Linked DNA regions of Mus musculus: all the other regions are linked to region 1. The links are chromatin contacts, called in public promoter capture Hi-C maps. All regions are on one chromosome and are shown on one strand. Each heading gives the region's core, a stretch centred on a gene start, on an enhancer-like site or on the middle of the called end of the contact. The rest is flanking DNA. Distances are from core to core; before and after follow the strand shown. Region 1 holds the start of Aph1c (aph1 homolog C, gamma secretase subunit). Region 2 holds the start of Ints14 (integrator complex subunit 14). Region 3 holds the start of Plekho2 (pleckstrin homology domain containing, family O member 2). Region 4 holds the start of Rbpms2 (RNA binding protein with multiple splicing 2). Region 5 holds the start of Oaz2 (ornithine decarboxylase antizyme 2).

Region 1 (2,825 bases), core at 187-2,686:
TTAGAGCAGATGCAGAGGTGGGAATGAATAGCTGTTAAAGAGGCTAGATAGCCCAAGATATTGGCTCTGTATCTACAGCGTTTCAATTCTCCACAAACATGAATGTAATTAGTCAATATTAACCTTGTAGCATTCTTAACATAGCTGTGGTTGTTTGTCCTGAAATTTAAATTCAGATATGATTAGAGAATGCCTTTAAAATTTTTTAAGTTTTTGGAGATCAGGGCTGTTAGTGGCACAGAAACCAACTTGTCAGAACAACTCGTCAGTATTTCATTATTCCTTTTCCATAGGGGATGATTCACCTGGGTCATACCAGCCCAGTTGGATTTTTACATAGGATGGGAGCCCCACATTCCTGCAACCACGGACACAGAAAAAATACTTACTTTAAAGGAACCGTGCCCCTGTCCTGCTGTTTACTTCAATTGACCTTCAGCACAAAAGTGGCCTGGTAATCTCCCTTAGACCACCTTACAGTTGGCCAGCACCAGGGACAATGTGTACCCACAGGCAAGAGGGCTGGGGCACAGCTTTTAAGTCTTCAGTGAGCCACGCTTTGGAATAAGGACCTGCAGCGCTGGCAAGTCTGAGGCTTGGTGTAGCCCTTTGCCTCTCGGAGGTCTAGGCGCCCGCCCAGTTCGGCGGGCAACTTTCATTGCCCCAAGAAACCTAGAGAAGAAACCTTGAAGGACCCCTTTCCATTCTCAGCACCCCGAGTGCTCTGAAGAACTGCCCAGCCCTCAAGGCCCCGCCCCGCAGTCTGACGGCACGTGGAGTCCCAGGAGGCCGCGTTGCTGCCCAGCCTGCCCGCACACCGAATCCTTCCAGGCTGCACCTCCGCTCTGACCGCTTGTGAAGCCCCTCGAGGCCCTGTCCCCTGCGCTGTACGCACGCAGAGACACTAGAGGCCGCCCCGGTTCTGACAGCACGTGGAGCCCCTCGAGGAACCGCCTCTCTGACAGCTTCTCGATGCCGCTGCACAGGTTCTAACAGTACTCTGAGCCTCTCAAGAAATAGCTTCCCGAATCCTGCACCGCCATTCGCTCTCAGCGCCTGGAGCACCTCCTGGAACTACCTCCCGAGATCCGCCTGGACACCCCTCTGCGACTGACCGTTGTGCGATACAGGCTCTGTTTTTCGAGCTCCGCCCCCGCCCAGTCCTGCCTTGCTGTGGAGCAGCTCGAGGACCCGCCTCCTCGACTCCACCCCGCCCTCTGCAAAAACAAGCCGCGGAGCATCTCAAGGCACTTCATCTAGAGCGCCGCTCCGCCCTCTGCTCTGACTGGCTGTGTCCTGCACCGCCCCCAGGCTCTGATTGGCCAGAAACCGCCCCTAAGGCACCGCCTCTCGTACGTCCCGCCCTCCGCTCAAAAAAGCCTTGGAGCACCTCGAGGCCCCGCCTCCCGGGCTTTGCTCCGCCCCCTTCTCTGATCGAGCCCGGAGTACCTGGCAGGCCTGCCCCGCCCCGCATTCCGCTAAGAAATCGTCCCAGTCACCTCGGATCCACTCAGGTCCCCCGGGACTGGCTTCTGTGGGTACCATGACGCTGCCTGTGTTCTTCGGTTGCGCCTTCATCGCCTTCGGGCCCGCGTTCGCACTCTACCTCTTCACCATCGCCACCGACCCTTTGCGCGTCATTTTCCTCATCGCTGGGTGAGGTTGAGCCGAGTCCCGGACACCGCGGGTCCCTCCCTCTCCTGGGTTTCCACGACCCCGGGATCCCCATCTCCCAGTGGCTCCCAGCTTGTGGGACTGTCCAAGACTGGGGGGAGGGGGTTCAGGCTGAGCAGGCGAGTCCTGCGGGTCTTGGCTTCTGTGGAAGATGGGAATAAGTGGATACATTCGTGTATGGAGCCTTAGTCTTTCCGTAGGAATTTCTCATTTCACTCAGTGCTCAGCGGCATCGAAGAGCTGTTCTCACTCTCTGCCATTAAAGACACCTGGGGATCAGTTGTCCACCTCCTCAACCCCCGTTCTTGGACTCAGAATGCCTGTGAGGAATTTGGGCTCAGATTTTTCTTGTAGGCCCCTGGGTAATGGTTGGGGTGCAGCCAATGGTGAAAGCCTGAGAAAACCGCTGCAACACCTGACCAGTCTTGCTGAGAACTTGGTAAATATCTAACTCTGCTGGTGACTGCGGTCTTGATCCCTTTGCACCTGCTGAGACTGAGTTTCTGAGACTTGGCACCCAGGCAACTCACTGGCTAGCCAGGAACTCCAGCCTCTCTGCGTTCTTTTTTCCTGTAATAAATAGTGCTCCTTCGCTGTTGGCATTAAAAATCAATAGAGTCTGTTGAACGTCAAGCTTGCTGTGTCCTTAAAGTCCACAGGAAGGTTGTAAGAACCGGGCCTGGAAAACAACTAGACCACAGCATGGGTTTTCAACTTCTGAGTTTTCCATGGTGCACACAATAAATACAGGTGTAGGTGTTTGTTTTCCTTCAGAAAAGATACTTATCTTTACAGACAGCTAAGCCATTAAATTCACATTTTCTAGGATATGAAAATTGTAACAGCCACTGGTTATATGTTTCTATGGCACACCAATGAGGCAAAGCAGTAACCAACTTCCTCGTTGCCAGTCCTTGGCAGATAGTGTTCTGGTGTACACAGACAGGGTCACTGAATCGTCCTTGTTGAGGGCATCTGACGTTCCTCTTGGACTGTTTTTTCACTAGGAGGAAAATGGACCATTGATTAGCAAATGCTGATTCGGAATACCATGTGAAGGGGTTCTTTCCTAAAAAAGATCAAGATATTTGTTTCCTGTGCTTCTGTTAACTCGTGACTTTTGTCTTCTACGTTCCAGTGCTTTCTTCTGG
Region 2 (2,825 bases), core at 98-2,597, 1.9 Mb after region 1:
AATTCATTAGGAAAATACATTGTAAATTTTAACTCTGTACACAAAAATACACTTTCTTATTTAAGCAGAGCCACCAGGGAGTCCTGCACTTCTGCTCAGGTGCAGTTTATCCAGCTCTTGTGGGTCACATTTATGCACGGAAGCCTTTATGGTTTTTAAAGCTGATGATCACGCCCTCACCTCTTAAGAGATTGAGAAACAGTTTTCTGGATCAAGTACCAACAAGCACTTCCAGTCCATGAAATTGCTGCTAGCACTGCAATGGGTGACCGCAGCTGTCAGTCTGGCCTTCTCTGAAGACACCTGAGAAGCTGGCTCTTTCTCCTGACTGATGCATTTGTGTCAGGGCCCGAGTGCACTTCCTCAGCCGTGGCCGACTTGTGGCAATCCAATTTTGTTTTTGGGTTGTAAGCACTGGGATAAACGAAAGAATGGAACGTCCCTGAAGGCTGTTTCACTCAAGCAGTCTGGGCTTAGCCACAAAACTGAAAAATAAAAGATCTCTCATTAGTAGATAACACGATGTATTTCTCACTTGGGCTGACTCTGATCAAATTTCCCCACACCGCCCTCAGCCTTTCCAATTGGTACCATTTTACAATGTTTCAGATAACCAAGGGTTTTCTTTCTCCTGGACAGTCTACTCCTGATGATACATCCTCGCCACATGACTGCTCTAAAAGCCATCAATTACATTTATAGTTCTACTCTGAAGGGGATCATTAGCCCATTCATAGCAATTTGACGCTCAGGAATCTCTCAAAGCTCCACTTCAGTTTCTAAGTGCATACACGTCGGCTTTTCTGTCGCTCTGGCTTGCCCTACGAATTCCTCTAAATTCTCAGATGATTAATATCTGAATGGGTAGCCTGAAGTGCAGCAGAGTTCACTTAAGACTGCAACTGAAGAATAGACCTTTACCTTTAAAACGAGCCCAAAACATTTGTTGTATGGAACTCTCGGGGAAAGAGGGGACGGAAGTCTCAGGGTCCAGGGACGGAAGACTCTCAGGGGAGGAAGAAACACGGCCCCAAGCGCGGAATCCTGCTGCTTACAAGACCCGGGCCACACAGAGGGCAGGCCTGTCGCAGGCCCTGGAGCCAGCGCCCCTGAGACCGCCACCCTACGCGGGCCTCAGAGAAGGTCCGCCGCCCGCCCTGTGTTGTTCCTTCCACTCCTTCCCCTGTAACCCCAACCGCCATCGAAACACAGCCCTCAACAGGCACATTCCCTGACTTACCCGGAGCCCATCTCCAGCCTCTGTCCGTCCGCTTAAACCTTCCGTCCGCGCGCCATAGCCGGAACTTAAGGGCCGTGCGACATAAGGGAACCCGGAGGCAGCGAATAGCGTGGGCTGGGCGGGGCTTCCAGCCCACGGGCGCTGGGTTGTGGCTCTCCCGGGACGCTAGGGGGTGCTCCTCCTCTGTCTCTTGCCCACGGAGCCCCAATTTCCTCCCAGGCTGAGCCCTGCGGGGGGTTTCTGGCCCTTCCCCCTTTGTCTTACCCCATTCTGGGTGCCTCCCTCCATTTATCTCTGCTTTGCCTTTTTATTAACCTGTAGACCCCTGGCCAGTGTCTAACATTTCTGTCATTGCTTTTCTTCTTCAGAATTCTCAGTCACACCGACAGAACAGTAGGATGCTCTTCCTACTCTTAAAAAACTGTAATCCCCGGCTGAGTGCTCAGACTGTAAGCACCTGGCTGCCCTGAGTCTAAGTTGCATTGAGATCTTAGTACCACGTTATTTCCCTACCCTGACTTTGAGACCGGCAGAAGCGTGACTCAGTTATTGCTTTTGTGCCTGAGATGTGCTGAAGGTTTTGCTTTTAGGATTCCATGTAAGGCTTTGAGGGTCCCTGCCTGCTTCTCTCCACCAGGTGTCCCTAGCATAGCATATGCCTCAGGGAGTTCCTGGGCGGGGATGAGAGGGTGAGGTGGGCAAAAGGTGACTTGCTAACCCTGTGGGCTGTAGGGGCCTGGAGAATGTCAGTTAGTAGTAGGCCTCAACGGATGCTAACAGAACGCTGGGTAGTTATGGTTCAAAGACCAATACTTCACAACAGCAATTACAAGTGAGAACACAGAGCTCCCTGTAAAGTCTTAGGCATATGGCTTTCTTTAAGCTTATGGGTTGCAAGCGGGATAAGGAAGGGAAACTCTTAGAACTGACTTACCACAACTTGCTCCGTGGGAAAGTGTTTGTTGTTCTTTAATGTTTCCTCTTTCTATTAGAGGTGGCAGAGAAAGCCAACACTAGACTCTGGGGAACCAATATCAAGGCCGCATGGCCTGTAGACTTAGCTTTTGTTTGCTGCAGGACATCTTTCTCCAACCAGGCTAGTTTCAATATTTCAAAAGACCTTGCTATGTTTGAACAGTTATGGGGCTCTAGGTAAGTAAGAATATATAGCCTGATTACTTAGCCGTAATGGGAGAGATCTGGCCAAGACTATGCAGACAGAGGAGTTATCTGTCTAGTTGCTCTATTGTGGTGATGATTCAGCCATGGATTGCTGTTCTAGGCCAGCTTAGATACATGGTCTGGTTTATGACCTTAAAGACTAAACTTAAGTTAATTAGTTTGCTCATTTTTAATGATCTGATAGGTGTTCAGATTTGTTGTCGTCGTCCTCGTTCTGCTGAACAGCTGGCTTTTCGGTGACGTAGAAAGGAATAAGTCTTTTTTTTTTTTTTTTTCTTTTTTGGTTTGGTTTTTTGAGACAGGATTTCTCTGTGTAGTCCTGGCTGTCCTGGAACTCACTTTGTAGACCAGGCTGGCCTCGAACTCAGAAATTTGCCTGCCTCTCCCTCCCGAGTGCTGGGAT
Region 3 (2,825 bases), core at 188-2,687, 1.3 Mb after region 1:
CCTGGTCTACAGAGTGAGTTCCAGGACAGCCAGGGCTACACAGAGAAACCCTGTCTGGAAAAACCAAAAAAAAAAAAAATTATTTTATGTATATGAGTGTTTTTTCTGCAGTTATGTCTGTGCACCACTTACATCCCTGGTACACGAGGAAGCCAGAAGAGAACCTCGGATCGTCTGGAACTGGAGTTCCAGACAGTTGTGAGCCACGATGTGGGTGCTGAGAATCAAAGCCAGGTCCTCTGGAAGAGCAGCAAGTGTTCCTAACCAATAGGTCATCTCACAACCCCTCTCCACCCTTTAGGTGTAAGGACCAGTTCCAGGCACGAGGGGCAGTGTGTTCCATCCTCTTTCACGTTGAACTGAAAAGGACCTGAGCCCAAAGGCCAGCAGAGGGCAGTGAAAGAGAAGTTTGGTCAACTGATGTAGCTGAGGTTAGGTCACCCAGAGTCAAAACAGATCATCATTAATCTATCCCACAAGCACAAAATTCTGGGTGCTGTAGCATGCAGCACACCTGACTAGGAAAGATAGTGTGTGTGTGTGTGTGTGTGTGTGTGTGTGTGCGCGCGCGCGCGGGATGCTGGAGGTTTGGCTGTGACAGTCACTCTCCGAGCCTGTTTCTTCAAAATAAAAATAAAAGTACATGGTAGAACTTAAAGGGTTTCTTCACTCTCTAGCAACGTGGTCAGGTCAGGGCCGAAGGGAGTTAGGGTGATGGAGTCGGCTCACAACATGAGAACCAGAAAGGGGTTGAACGAGGGAAAGGAGAGCACAGAGTTTGGGATTTCAGAGACCCTCTATTAAGGAACCGAGTCCAAACTTGATTCTGGTCATAAATTCCAAGCTCATGGCCGGCCCCACCCTGAAGTTCCACAGACCGAAGACCATAGCCACTACTTCAAATTGGGGGAAGAAAGGGGACGAGCCTCTTTGTGTACTCATTTCTGAACTGCCCTGGCAGCTGGATCCAGTCCCCCGCAACCCAGGCCCACTGGGTTAGGCAACCTCAAAGGCATCAGCTACCCACTGCCTCCCGGGCTTGCTTGGTCAGCCGCGCCCCCGCCCCGCCCCGCCCCGCCCCCGCCCTGCCCCACCCCGCCAGCATCCCTCGCCTCCGCCTCTGGGCCGGAAGCCCCCTCCCCCTCCGTATCCCCCACCTCCCTAGCCTCTACCCCCTCCCAGTCCTTCTCCCTGCTTTGGTCCGGGAAACCTCTCTCCGCCCTCTTCCTGCTACTTCAGCTCCGCCTAGGTTCTTCCGTCCATTCCCGGAGCTGAAGACAGGCCCCGCCCAGGATCCGCCCTGGCCCCGCCCCTGAACCCCCCACCCGGCCATGCTCCTCACCCAGCTGCGGGCGGGGGCTTGGAGGCCGCTGTATCCCTCCCTGGCCCCGCCCCCAGCCCCCGGAAGCCCCTCCCCGGCTCCAGCCCCGCCCCCCGAAGTTTCTTGGGCCCCGGGCGCCCGGCGGGACAGAAGACAGCAAGCCGCCGCCCGGCTGCGCGTAGATGGAGCAAGCGGAGCCCGCGCAACGCGGGCAGCAGTAAGCGGCGAAGCCGCCGGACCTTGCAAACTCGCCATGGAGGAGGAGGTGAGGGCGAGGGCTGGGCCAGACGGAACAAGAGTGCTGGGCTCGGGTGCTGCCCGTCCTACTTCCACGGGTCTTTCTGCACAGTCCTTCCCTTCAAGCAGAACCTGGACCAATGGGGTAGGGGCGGGATGGAGGTCTCGTCTGCATCCCGCCGACAGCATCCTCAGTTATGTTTTGGGCGTTTCTTACCAACTGGAAACAGTGCCTGTCATGGTTCCCATTGGATTGATGGGGAGACTGAGGCTCTGGAGAGTTGGGTGACTTGCTGAAAGTAGACAGGGTTGCTGTGCTTGAATCCCGTTACACCCTTTCTTGGCTTTCTTTGCCTGCCTCAGCCAGGTCTGCTTCTGAGGTGTGTGTTAGGGGAGGGAAGTTCTTCAGGGTCCTGGGTCACTGTTTTCAAGAAATCTGAGATTGTAACGGAGCCTGATGGCAGGAACGAAGAAATTGCTTTTGTCTTCCTTGTGTAAATATCTCAGAGTTCCCAGTGCTCTTGAGCTGTGTCTATCAGAGGATGTTAGTTGAAGGGTCAGGTCAACTGAGTCTCCCGGTAGCAAGGACTGGATCAGCAACGTCCCTTGGGCCTCCTCTGCCCTCTGCATACAAACTAGATTTTGGCCACATTCTCGTTATCCAAGTATTCAGTATACAGCAGTCACTTATTGCACGAGTAAGAAGACATTCTTATCCCTTGAAGGGCGGGGAAGAAGATGAAGCCTTCCCTCCTGTAGCCACCCAGGCCAGCTGGGGAGCCTTCAGTGAGCTCAGCCATCCGTATTCCTGTCAGTGAGCACTTGCGTATTTCCTGGAGTCACTGCAAGGCTGGCTGTTCCCTCTAGGCTAGACCCCGAGTTTCTGTGAGGTGGTAGATAAGTCACTTCCCCTCTCAGCCCGGGTTTCCTCTTCTATGAAACACAGGGCCTACCCTCCTCCGCTAGACCTAACTGTGGTCCCTGCACTCAGAGTGGGTACAGGTAGGGGTCAAAGTCAGGCCACTATGTTTTGCTGTGGTTTCTTTCCTTGCTGTCATGGCGGCTGCCTGCCCTCGGTTCCACTCCTGCAATGGCTGTGCTCTCTGTCCAAAGCCCCTCCCCGTGCTCCCAGAGGATGTGGGTCAGAATTACTCCATCTCCTGATCTGCTTTGGTCCCCAGTTAAAGGAAGTTCTCCTGGGGCTTCCTGGGCTCAGCAAAGTCAGCCCTGTTCTCCCTCTGGTCCCTAATCTCTAACATGGCTACTT
Region 4 (2,825 bases), core at 130-2,629, 1.2 Mb after region 1:
CTCTTGCTGGCCCAGCCCAACAGTGGGTCATTCTGCACCAACTCATTAGCACAACCAGTAAGAAACATCAGGGCCTCTGCGGTTTCTACCCCAGACCAAGGGGAAGGGCCCTAGGGCTGGATAACTGGCCCTTGGTTTCCTGGGCAAAAGTATGCCAGGGCGGGGCAGGAAGGGTCTCTCAGCCCTGGAGTGACACAGCATACGTTAAAGAGCTCCCTAGGAGCCTAGAACCCATAGTAGTTGAGCCGGCCTGCCTAGTTTCCACTCGAAGTTACCTTAAAGGTTTTTTATCCCCCACAAGTACGTCGTCCTCACCAGGCGATAAAACCACGAGCAGTGATGATTCCTTGACGCGGTCTCATAACCTCTTTTTCTGCATAGGGCAGCTGGACAAGATTATGTCACCTCTCCTTGGAAGATCCCACCCTGGCCAGTGTGGGGTACTGGCTTGGCTACTAGGTCAAAGGGCGAGAACAGGGGATACTCAAGGCTTCTAACTTCTCTCTTTTCCGACTTTAATTAAATTGCCGGCTCAACTCTCTGAAGAAGCCCAAGTTCTGAGACAGGGCGAAAAGCCCGCCTGCCCACTGAGACCACAGCTCTAACCTAAGCGCAGGGCAGCCGGCCAGGCCTCCAAGGTCACGGGGAGGGGGCGAGGTGGAAAGGCTGGAGGGTGAGCCAGCTTCCCGCACCCACCGGGATAATCCCTCTCAGCTCCTTACAGTCGGGGCGGAGGTCCAGGCCACCCAGGAGGCGCGCCTCAGGCGAAGCGTAAGCCCCACCGGGCTTGGGGAAGGAGGGCAGCGGGAGTAGGACCTCCGCGGCGCCCCGAGCCCACCACGGGGACGCGCGCCCTCCTCGAGCCCCGGAGGGCGGGGAGACAATGCCGGCCCCGCCGGGCTAGTTCAGGCCGCACGCCTCCGCCCGCTGGACATGGGCTGCTCCTCCCCAGGGCGAAGGGCAGCGGAGGGAAGGCGCCAGGAGCGGTGGCCCGCAGGACCTCGCGCCGCCCGCGGCCCCGCGTGCACCTCACGCGCGCCGGCTCCCGCGGCCGCACACCCACCTCCTCCTCCAGCGGGCTGCCGGTGCCCGCGCCCGTGCAGTGCTCGACGTCCGGCTTCAGGTTGCTCATGGTGAGGGGGGACGCGGAGAGGGAAGCGGGACGCTCTGTCCCGTGGTGGGCAGGGGCACGGCGAGCCGTGCGCCCCCGAGGAGAGTGCGAGCTGGTGAGGAAAGCGGCTGCTGCCGCGTCAGGCTACGGAGAAAGGAAAGGGGGGGGGGATCACATTAAGTTTGGCGGGTGCGGGAGGCGGCCGGAGGGGCAAGGCACCGGGAACCCGAGGGAGCGGAGCCCGTGCGGCCACCGCCTCCGGCTTTTCAGGGCGGCCCGCGAGTGCGCTCGCGGCGGCGGGGGGCGGGCGCCGGAGGAGGGGGCGGGCGCCGGAACCGGCCTCAGCTGGGGCCCGGCCCGCCCCTCCCCCGCCCCGCCCCCGCCCCGCGCGCGGTCTCCGGGGGAACGCGCAGCCAATCCCCGCAGCCCAGTGCGGGCTCGCCCCGGCCCCGGCCCGGTCCCCAGCCCCGGCCCGGGCCGCGACGCTCCGGCCTTTCTGCCTTCCTTGGCTCCGGCGTTTTCCCGACTCCGCTTCCTTGGTCGACCCCCACCCCCTTCTCCCTTTCTCTCCCCGACTCGGCTCCCTTGCACCCCACCGTTCCCTTCTCCCAGACAAGTTTTTTAAACTTTGATGAACTCTCTCAGAGAACTTTTCTTAAAGGAGCCGCGCGGGCTTGGGTGGAGCTTGAGGTGACCCGCACGTTGCATCCCCAGCCAGGGCGAGGGCGGCGGCGGCGGCAGCGGGGCTCCCGGTTTCATGCCCAGATGTGGAGGTGTAGGCTGTCGCGAGCACATCGTTCGCCCCGAATTCCTGTCGGGTCCGGGCCAGCGGTTCTCTTCGCGCGAAGCAGCCGGGGACCGGGTTTTGGGGGTGAAGGCGAGGAAGGGGTAGGGCGGCAAACACCTGATCTTGAGCAAGTCACCGAGAGTTTTTTTTTTTTTTTTTTTTTTGGCTGAGTGACCTTGAGGAAATCACTTCCCCTATCTGGCCAGAGGATTCCAGCCCAGTTGGTGGGGATTAGAATACAAATTCTTTCCTCACTCTCACAACCTCCGTCACCTCAAAAGAGGAGGTGAAGGAAGCCCAATCCTTTTTAACTTCAGGAAGGGGGGGTACCTCGACTAACCTAGAAGGTTCCGTTCGTTACCTCCACCCCGCTTTTAAGACTTCTCACGGCTCGTTCTTTTTCCGCTCCAATTCCGAACCCCAGGGTGGGGGAGGGAAGAGCCGGCTGACGCCTAGGGCGGGGTCGCCTAGACTCCCACCCAGTGGTGGCGGGGGGGGGGGGGGGGGGCGGCCTCAGGGCCGGATTTTCCCCCAGGCCGAATAAATGCTGACCAGGACGTCTCCTGCCAGCAGCCTGTAAAAAACCGGCACCTACCTGAAGTCGCACTGGAAGAGTAGCGGCCCTGACTGCCCTGCGGAGCCGCCAGAGCACTGGGGTTCTTTCGTGCGCCCCTGCCCATGGGTTCCTTTATGTGCACTGAGACATCCCAGCCGCAGTCCCCGATAATCCTTGAGCAGCCATAGCTGAGAGGAGAGCGGATTGGGCTCGGCTCAGGTGTCTCCCGGTGGGATCTACTGCCCCGACTCAAAGCACGGAACTTAAGTCTTGGTAGCGGGATTCGGGGCGTGAGGCCGCGCTCAGAGGCGGTCCAGGTGAAAAAAAGTCTTGGTTTGCAGCCCCCTTACCAGTTAGGAACCTTGACCTTG
Region 5 (2,825 bases), core at 169-2,668, 1.2 Mb after region 1:
AAAAGTTTTGGAGGGTTTAGCACCGAGCCTTACAGGGGAAGGCAAAGGAATCATTTCTGAATTGCTAATGAAAGCCAAGATAATACATAAGCAAGTGGCATTACAAATCCTGAGGGATCAGAAAATTCTGGAATAGCTTTGGAGAAGAGCGTCTGTCTGGGACAGAAATGTGGGATATCTGAGGACATGGAAAAAGGGAGGGTAACTAAAGGGATGACTTCTGCCTACTTTGGTTGAAAGTTAAGAAACCCACACCATTTCAAAAGAATAATGCATTTCAAATCCTGGGGGAAACAGGGATTGGGTCTTGAGGTAGGTAACTTCCAAAGGCCCAGGATCTGGTTTTGGAGGCCCTGGAGTGAAATTTAAAAGGGGGTAGCACTTAATGATCTTCCCAGGAAAGGGGAGAGACTAAGTTGGGCATTGTAATGATTTTAAAGAAGGGGGGGGGCGGTAAGATGAGTACCAACTGAGACTTTGTAGTGTTTAAAGGGTAAGAGTGTGTAGAAGAGTGTTGGCAACATCATTGGAAAAACAGGCTGGAGGGCAGGAATGGACTCCATAGTGTTAGAGAAATAAAGAGTGGGGGTTCCCAGACAGGAAAATGGGGCCTACCTGGAGAAGGGTGGGGAAGAGAGTGGGACTGCACATCCCAAGGAGGTGGGAAGAGGGGGAAAGGGTTGAGTTGAGAACTGCCGGACAGAGCTTGTCTTTGGGGACAGCCAGGCAGGGCTGAGAGGAGTCTGCCTGGGAAGCAATTTTCACTAGAGAATGGATTTAAAGCGATTAAGTGACTTGTGGAGGAGTAAGAAAGATTTAGGGAAGATAAGAACCAATTCGGGGAATCTGTGGGAGAAAGCCCACAGTATGGGGGACTGGGCACCGTCCCACTGGGCTTAAGAAAACGGAGCGACTGACTGGCTATGTCCAGGTTTTTTTTTTTTTTTGGGGGGGGGGGGCTCCGGGCGAGGAGAAAACCCGGATGAGGGGGATGGGCAGGGCTGGAGGAAGGGGGCTAAAGGACGGAAGGAGGCCCGATTTCAGGACTCGGGTGGCAGTGGCTGGGATGGCGAGAGGAACAGTGGGAGCGGATGGAGCCCCCTGGGGGCTGGGGGCAGGCTGCGGGGGTGGGGGGGGGTGCGAAGGCCTCTGGAGCTGCGGAGGGAGGATGGGGGCGGGGAGCCTGCGCCGGGCCGTTACCTGTCCTGGGTGTTTATCATCCTCGGTGGCTCTGCTCAGGGTGGGAGGAGGCGGCGCGGGGAGTGGGTAGGTGGACGAGTGGGTGGGTGTGGGGTCGCGCGCGCGGGCCGGTCTCTGTGGGCTAAGTCCCTGTCAGGCCGCGGGCCGAGTGCCCTCCTCTTGCCTCAGCGAGCGCCTGCCTCCAACTGACCCTCCCCGGCCGCCGCCGCGCAACCGCCCCGCCCCCAAGTACCTCATCTGCATAGCCCCACCCAGCGCCGCTTGGTGTCCTGGGAAACTGGGGCCCACAACAAAGGGCGAAGCACCGCCCCGCCTGGGCGCAGGCGTACTAAGGGCAAGCTATCATCTCGGGAAGAGGGGCGGTAGCCAGGGAGAAGAGGGGAAAGAGGTCTCTCTCGATGCCAGGAACTCAGGTTCTGCTTGGCTAAGGCCAGTCTTCATTTCTGCTTTTGTTCTTTCTTAATCATTTATGTATGTTTATTTTTTATACACATTGGTGTTTTGCCTGCATGTATCTCTATATGAGGATGTCAGATCCCCTGGCACAGGAGTTACAGACAGTGTGACCTGCCATGTAGAGGCTGGGAATTGAACCCAAGTCCTCTGAAGACCAACCGGTGCTCTTATCCGCTGAGCCCTCTCCACTCGTTCATGTCTGCCTTTTGTTTGTTTTTTGATACAGTCTTTGTAGCTCAGGCTAGCCTCAGACTCACTGGAAGATGACTTGGAAACCCCCATCCTCCTTCCTTTACTTCCTGTCCTGCCAAGTGCTGGAAATAGTGTGCCTCACCACACTGGGCACTTGCTGCTTTTGGTGTGTGGCCAAACCGAAACCGGAGAATAGTATTTGTAAACCCATGTCACTAAACAAAACAAAATCTGAAATAGAAGAATACTCCTCATAGAGTAGCACCATTTCCAGTGTGAATCTAATCCCACAGATCTTTTCCTTCAATTCATAGTACAATGACAGTGGCTTCCAGCCAATCGGTGCAAGCTGCTTCAATCGATCATGCAAGGCACCTAGTGCACTGCCACTGTCTTACCTGGCCCTCTAATCACAGAGGCCAGGCAGCAATGTACACACACCCCCAAATCCCAGCCACACTCACAGGAGAACCCTAGTTGTCAAACCTGTGCAGTCAACTTAGACTGCAGTCAGTAGAGACTGTGTAAGCCTTTATCTATCTTAGCACCCAGGAAGCAGGGGCAGGTGAGGCTCTGTGAGTTGAAGGCCAGCTTGTAGTACGCAGGCAACAAGTTCCAGGCTGCTTAGTGTAACATGGTGAGACCCTATCTTGGGGGTGGGGGAGGGAGGGGAGAGAGAGAGAGAGAGAGAGAGAGAGAGAGAGAGAGAGAGAGAGAGAGAGGTGGGGCAGAGGGAAAGGGAGAGGATGCACTCTCAGACCACAGTGGTCACCTCAAATCATCCGTTCATTTAGTCAAAGTTCAGTAAATAGCTACATACTATGTGCTTCTAGCATGGGCAGGAATCCAGGAAGCTTCCACAATGGGCCAGGCAATGTACCTACCTTGGATGTCACAATCTGTCCAGAGAGAGAGGCCATCACAATATGAGGTAAGTACTCAGTCTGAAGGACACTGCAAAGAAAGCAACACGCAGA

The links. Promoter capture Hi-C pulls out the DNA fragments that hold promoters and counts their contacts.
Region 2: a promoter capture Hi-C map of erythroid cells shows a contact between it and region 1, with 9 times the contacts expected there. The contact joins the promoter of Ints14 here to the promoter of Aph1c in region 1. A contact is called at or near these places in 2 of 39 promoter capture datasets (erythroid cells and pre-B cells).
Region 3: a contact with region 1 is called in a promoter capture Hi-C map of 3T3-L1-derived adipocytes, with 3 times the contacts expected there. The contact joins the promoter of Plekho2 here to the promoter of Aph1c in region 1. A contact is called at or near these places in 4 of 39 promoter capture datasets (3T3-L1-derived adipocytes, the HPC-7 cell line, pre-B cells and 1 more).
Region 4: a promoter capture Hi-C map of pre-B cells shows a contact between it and region 1, with 2.2 times the contacts expected there. The contact joins the promoter of Rbpms2 here to the promoter of Aph1c in region 1. A contact is called at or near these places in 2 of 39 promoter capture datasets (the C10 cell line and pre-B cells).
Region 5: a contact with region 1 is called in a promoter capture Hi-C map of pre-B cells, with 6 times the contacts expected there. The contact joins the promoter of Oaz2 here to the promoter of Aph1c in region 1. A contact is called at or near these places in 2 of 39 promoter capture datasets (erythroid cells and pre-B cells), 3 of 484 Hi-C or Micro-C datasets (B cells, pre-B cells and regulatory T cells) and 1 of 115 datasets of contacts at active chromatin or transcription factors (astrocytes).

Annotation. Positions count from the first base shown.
Region 1 is chr9:66,833,317-66,836,141 of GRCm38.p6, reverse strand. It overlaps Aph1c (aph1 homolog C, gamma secretase subunit), which reads left to right and starts at 1,436. Exons shown (of 6, transcript NM_026674.3): 1 at 1,436-1,656; 2 at 2,813-2,825. The coding sequence starts at 1,544.
Region 2 is chr9:64,959,354-64,962,178 of GRCm38.p6, reverse strand. Ints14 (integrator complex subunit 14) reads right to left here and starts at 1,347. Exons shown (of 13, transcript NM_001077631.2): 1 at 1,241-1,347; 2 at 181-485.
Region 3 is chr9:65,578,699-65,581,523 of GRCm38.p6, reverse strand. Plekho2 (pleckstrin homology domain containing, family O member 2) reads left to right here and starts at 1,437. Exons shown (of 6, transcript NM_153119.3): 1 at 1,437-1,586. The coding sequence starts at 1,575.
Region 4 is chr9:65,629,136-65,631,960 of GRCm38.p6, reverse strand. Rbpms2 (RNA binding protein with multiple splicing 2) reads right to left here and starts at 1,379. Exons shown (of 8, transcript NM_028030.3): 1 at 1,064-1,379. The coding sequence starts at 1,132.
Region 5 is chr9:65,675,141-65,677,965 of GRCm38.p6, reverse strand. Oaz2 (ornithine decarboxylase antizyme 2) reads right to left here and starts at 1,418. Exons shown (of 5, transcript NM_010952.3): 1 at 1,201-1,418. The coding sequence starts at 1,220.